Linked DNA regions of Mus musculus: region 2 is linked to region 1. The links are chromatin contacts, called in public Hi-C maps. All regions are on one chromosome and are shown on one strand. The core of a region is the stretch at or near the end of the contact, and the rest is flanking DNA. Distances in the headings are between cores, read along the strand shown.

What was found. Hi-C and Micro-C count contacts between places; a contact is called where the count stands out from the background.
Region 2: a Hi-C map of uterus shows a contact between it and region 1, with 2.0 times the contacts expected there. The contact joins two enhancer-like sites. A contact is called at or near these places in 2 of 484 Hi-C or Micro-C datasets (bone marrow-derived macrophages and uterus), 8 of 115 datasets of contacts at active chromatin or transcription factors (astrocytes, embryonic stem cells and stem cell-derived neural progenitor cells) and 1 of 9 other capture datasets (embryonic stem cells).

The regions. Positions count from the first base shown.
Region 1 is chr4:55,460,189-55,463,310 of GRCm38.p6, forward strand. No RefSeq gene overlaps it. Among named protein-coding and RNA genes, the nearest start is that of Gm22150, 7.4 kb to the right of the region's middle. Within about 2 kb of position 1,338, at least 6 of the 459 cell types and tissues checked have an H3K27ac peak or open chromatin away from gene starts, as enhancers often do. A contact at or near this core is called in uterus, where this site is marked.
Region 2 is chr4:56,643,376-56,646,127 of GRCm38.p6, forward strand. All of the region lies in intron 6 of Gm34687 (a long non-coding RNA gene), which reads right to left. Among named protein-coding and RNA genes, the nearest start is that of Gm26144, 34 kb to the right of the region's middle. Within about 2 kb of position 1,401, at least 130 of the 459 cell types and tissues checked have an H3K27ac peak or open chromatin away from gene starts, as enhancers often do. A contact at or near this core is called in uterus, where this site is marked.

The sequences.
Region 1 (3,122 bases), core at 88-2,587:
GTAGAGTCTTATTACGATCCCTGCTGACTTCAAAATTAACCCTCCTACCTCAGCTTCCCAAATGCTGGCATCACAAGTTTTTGTCACCACACTCAGCCAAAGTCTCATTCTTAATGACATGTAAGAGTCTCCTACAGAACTTTAGCCTAGATGCCTGGGTCTTGCTCTCACAGACTCTAATGATTTGGCTGTGTCCCCATATAAGGAGTCTCGAATGCCTTTTGGAGGGATTCTAATGTGGAATTGAAACAGTCTTTCTGAAACTTGAAGGCTAGAGTCTAAACTCTCTAGGGGCATTACTGAACTGTTCCCATGCAGGGCATGGCATCACCCATCAATTACTTTAGTTTTCCAGTTGGTCCCTGTGTACAGGCATGGGGATGATCACTGTCTGTAGCTACAGTATGGAAGATGGATCAGTCTGAAGGAAAAGAAGTGGGGAGGCCATTTGGGAGTCTGATGCTGTGTAGGCAGAGGCAAGATGAAACAAAAGCCAGGGCATAAAGTGACAGAAACAAAATTCTGCTGACTATTATGCCTGCTTTCAAGTCCAGAGGCTCAACTAATAACAATGTTCATTGATACAAATACTTAGGGACCATACTACTAATAATGATGTTCATGGATGCACATACTTAGGGACCATCCTACTCCTTCCAGCAAAGGAGTAAGTTTGTATAGACCAGTGCAACATCTTAAGAATCGCTGTCAGATCAGGAAGAATAGAAAGGGACAGCCTGGTACCACACAGACTTCCAGTAAACCATGGCTCCTACATGCCAGTTCCATAGAGGCTATTATTACAAAGCTGTTTGTTCTCTACCTCTGAGCAGCCATCTATTCTCCACTCTGAGCTCATCAATCTATCCACTGAGGCTGCACCTGCCTACTTCATACCCCATCAGCCTCTTATTTGTCCGTTCACTGTCTCTACATCCCTTTCTTTTTTTTTTTTCCTTTTTTTTTTTTTTTTTTTTTGGTTTTTCGAGGCAGGGTTTTTCTGTGTAGCCCTGGCTGTCCTGGAACTCACTTTGTAGACCAGGCTGGCCTTGAACTCAGAAATCCGCCTGCCTCTGTTTCCCAAGTGCTGGGATTAAAGGCATGTGCCACCATGCCCGGCATCCCTTTCTTTTGGTTGGGACGAATGCTCAATCAGATGGATGCATCTGGCTGTCCTTGGTTAAGTCATTGGGGTGTGAGGCCGTGGAGCTCTTGGACAGGTATGAAAAATTCTCCCATCTACACTTTTTCTACTGGGTCAAGCATCCCTTAGGAACTTTGTTCCTCTGATCAACTAGGACCTTTCCAAGAACCATCTGGTAAGAACAGCATGAGGTCAGAAAGCAGATGTGCAGAAGAGAGCATTTCCAGAAACTTCTGGCTTCCAGATTGATGTCCTGTGGTGAGAGAGAGCCACAGTTCTCTTGAGATCTCTTCATCAGGCATTTTCTTCCAGGATAATGCTTTAGAGGCAATGCAGAGAGAGGTTAAATCTGAAAAAAAAATGCTGACAAGCAGGGCATGTCAACCTCACTTTTGCCTCTTTGAGTTTTTTATTGTTTTGTTTTTGTTTTTGTTTTTAACACCAAAGGCAATCTATTTATTTTGTCATGGTTCACTGTGGAGAGTCTGTGGCAGAATGCCTGGGAAGGAGCTCTGTAAACTGTGAAGAACTCTGGGTCCAGAATGTGTTAGGACTCTAAGTGTAAATGCAAACAAGTGGTGGCTGGCAGTGGGTTGAAGCGTTCCCTTGAAAGGCCAAAGCTGGCCAGGTATTGATTCACCAAGTGGTGCATATGGCTTTCACACAAGGGATCATAATTTATCTTTGGACATCCACCCGAGCTCCTGTAAAACAATGCTGTGCAGGTTGTAACAAATCTAAGATAAAGGCGTATGGGCAAGATACCCAGATTTACAACATACTGGCTGTTGTGTAATTCAAAAATCTGAAACCCAATTTTGGAAAGAATTGTCTGTCTTCTAGCCAAGCAGCAGAGCCAAAGAAAGGCAGAATCCAGTGGAGATGGTTCAGTGACGGCTTCCAGGGTCCAATCAGGGTTGGGACACACTAGTGCCTACTGGGGCAATTGCAGGGGTGATATCAGCGGGGACTCAGATGGGCAGGGCTTCTGAAGGCAGTGGCTCTGTCATATTGGCTCATGGTAGCCATGAAGGTACTGAAGCTTAGGGTCTTTGATTTAGGATTTTTACGGAGAAATTGGGAATCTAGGTGTTTGTATGTATCCTTTATGAAACCTCCATGTTCAAGTGCTGGCAGGCAAACTATGAGACCCTGTGTGGGTCAAGCTAACTAGATGTGCTGACTACTTTTGGCCACCCACAGATAACCTCTGTTTTGGACTGCCTGGGTGCTCATGACAACTAGTCAGGAAGGCTTTAGCAATGCCAGAGCTTGGATGGACCTCACAGCAGACCCTTTAAATCAGAATTTTGAGGATGAAAATGAGATCAAACATTGCATAAGTTAAAGCTGTCTAGGTAATCCCAGTGTTCAGTCAAGTTATCGAATTGGTGTGCTAATTACAGCCTAGCATAGACCCTCCTGGGAGCTCATAAGATGCTCAAAGATGAGGCCAGGAATGTGTGTTTTAATAGAGAACCACAGTAAAGATGCTATGCCTTATATTCAAGGTACCTGTAAATCACACAAGCATCTTATAGAAATGTAGACTCTCATCTAGGCCTGGTCATCTATCCATAGACTCTAGGCCAAAGCAGGAGTGAATTCAAGGTCAGTCATCAAAGACTATGGTTTGATAAAAAAGGAAAAAGAAAAAAAGAAGTGGGAGAGGAAGAGGAAAAAAGGAAAAGAGGCAGAGGAGAAGGAGGAGGAGGAGGAAGAGGAGGAGGAGGAGGAGGAATAATCCTGGCTCTCAGTCAGCTAGGGGTGAGGAATGAGAGACTCTGTATTGCCCAGAGCTTCCAGAACAGTCATTCTCAACTGTCCTAAAGCTGCGACCCTTTAATCCAGTTCCTCCTGTGTGACCCCAAACATAAAATTATTTTTGTTGCTACTTCATAACTGTAATTTTGCTACTGCTATAATTGTAATGTAAGTATCCGTGTTTTCAGATGGTCTTAGGAGACCCCTGTGAAAG
Region 2 (2,752 bases), core at 151-2,650, 1.2 Mb after region 1:
TCCTTTAGCTATGGCACAAACAAAAAAAAAAAAAAAAAAAAAAAAAAAAAGAAGAAGAAGAAGAAGAAGAAGAAGAAAAATCTATATCTCACACTGCTAGAAAACCCAGAAATCCAGAGCTGGTTTCCAACCAGGCCTGTGAGAAGCAGAGAATATTCTGGGCTGGGAAAAGAGGAATTGTGGATCATAGAGATGCTGAGGAGGGTTGAGCTAAAAAAAAAAAAAAATTAAGCAAAGCATAGCTACTGGAGGCACACACTCAGCTCAAGGCAAGGCCCCAAGGGGAACAAACATTCTCTGTGCCATAAAGGACAGAGGATGGCAGAAGAGACATTTGGAAGGCAGCCAGAGCACCTGCCACCATGTGACACATGTAGGAATAAGAGACTTCCCCGGAGGCTACCAGATCCTAGGTGGGACTAAGGCTCAAACTTTGAAAAAGGTCTAGGAGACCAAATGTTTAGTTGGAATATAAGTGTGGCACCAAATGAAGACCTCCAAGAGCCTATGGCTGCATTCTGAGTTAAGAGAGGTTAGACCCTATGCAGAAGACAGAAGAAAAAAGGTCTATGATTCGTCCCAGGAGAAGCTGTAATGGCAGGGACAGGGTTTGTTTGGCCTCACAGGATATCCTAACCAAGCAACAGCAGCATCCAGCCTCTGAGAATGACGTCCTCTGCTCGTTCCTGCCCTTCCCTGAGTGTGTCTGGGCATGTTAAAACCGTGACGTGAGCTACTTGCCACACGCAAGAAGTGAGGTAACGGGAAGAAGAAACCATGCCCGTCAGACCGGAGTCCTCAGCACAGTTACTTAAAGCATTGCTGGTCATCAAACTAACAGGCCACTGGTCACCATGGTAACAGCAATCAAAACACCAATTCCTGCTTTCCTGAGCTGGTGTTGAATGACGATTGTGCTGCACAGAGGAGCAACTTAATCCCTCAGTGCACAATAAACAGAGTTGCCAGCTCCAGCCTCGTAGAAGATGGAGAAAAATAACTTGCGAGCGGACAAAGTACATTTCTCAGGGTGGATGCATGATTCGAGCCAAGAACTCAAGGAGGGAATCTTTTTGCTCAGCTTGAAGTCATTGCTGTCTCTGAGCCGCTTCCCCCACCCATCACAGTTTTTAGGGAGGGAGACTGTTACGACTGCTTAAGAAACATGATGAATTTGTTTTAAACCCCAGATATGTGCATCTCTAGCCTTCCTGGCAAAATTCAGACAAAAATTTAATGACGGCTGTGAAATACTCACATTCGAAGTAGATCTGATAATTTTCCTTTATGTCACCAAGGCAACACAGAATTCATCTTCATCTCTTTGGAGGATAGTGATCCTCTCCAAATGCCTGATGCAAGCGTGAAACACAAGCCTCCCCCTCCTTTTGTTCCACCCCTACAGCCGAGTGAAGCCAAAATCCCTGGATCTAGGCCCATTGGCTGCCAAGTCACAGCTGTCTTGGGTTTCCTCACTCCAAGGTCACTGGGCAAAATCGTAGAGACCCTGGGATGCACCATAAATCCAATTCCTCTTTTCAAAGCCTATTTCCTTCTCTTCTCCTATAAGAGTCTCAGAGAGGTACATTCTAATACAACAAAGTACACAAGGAATCCTGCTTTAATTCCCTTCTCCACTCTATTCCATCAGCAGATCAAGGGCCCAAGACTGGCAGATGCCAGTTGCTACATCTCACTCCAGATCTGCATGGAGAATGGAGTAAGTGGCTGGGTAGACACCAGTCTGAATGCCCTGTGGTCAGCTGTGTACCTTTGGACTAGCCAGTTCTGGTCAAGGGCAGAAGCCATTTGGAACCCACAGAGCTATCCAATCCCAAGTCCAGTGATTCACTGAGTCTCTCAAGAAACCACAGTCTTCCTTGAACTATGACACGGTGTAACCTTTGGTTGTGAGTGTTTTGCCACAGTTTGTTTCTCTAACTTTAGCACAGAGATAGTATCCTGTGCAGAGGTGTAATCGCTGTGTACCTACTCCTTGGCAGCTATTACGTTTCTCTGGCTATAAAAGCCTAAATCAAAACATAGTCTCTGTGGAGTTCCAATTTTTCTAGGTGTATAATGAGTCTACCTCATAGGATCACTGAGTGAATTTAAAATACAAGATGTGAGCCAGAGGGAAAGACCATCAGCTAAAGGTAGAGCTACCAAGCCTCATGACCTGTGTTTGAATCCCAGGAGCCACATGGTAGAAATGGAGAATCAATTCCCACACATTGTCTTCTGACCTCCCCACATGTACTGTAATGTAGTCACACACAAATAGTAATATTAAACAGGCTGAGCAAGTTATGTTGGGTGTGTGTGTGTGTGTGTGTGTGTGTGTGTCTGTGTGTCTGTGTGTCTGTGTGTCTGTGTGTCTGTGTGTCTGTGTGTCTGTGTATGTGTGTCTGTGTGTCTGTGTGAGTGTGTATGTGTAACAATGACAATTATGAGAAAAGAGCCCATGAATTTGAAAGGGAACCAGAGGAAAACATGGTAGGGATTAAAGAGAGGGAAAGGAAGGGAGAAATTACATAATTATATTTTGACTTTAAATAATAATAATAGCCGGGTGGTAGTTGGCGCACGCCTTTAATCCCAGCACTTGGGAGGCAGAGGCAGGCAGATTTCTGAGTCCAAGGCCATCCTGGTCTACAGAGTGAGTTCCAGGACAGCCAGGGCTACACAGAGAAACCCTGTCTTAAAAAACAAAAATTAATAATAACAATAATAATAATAATAATAAACAACT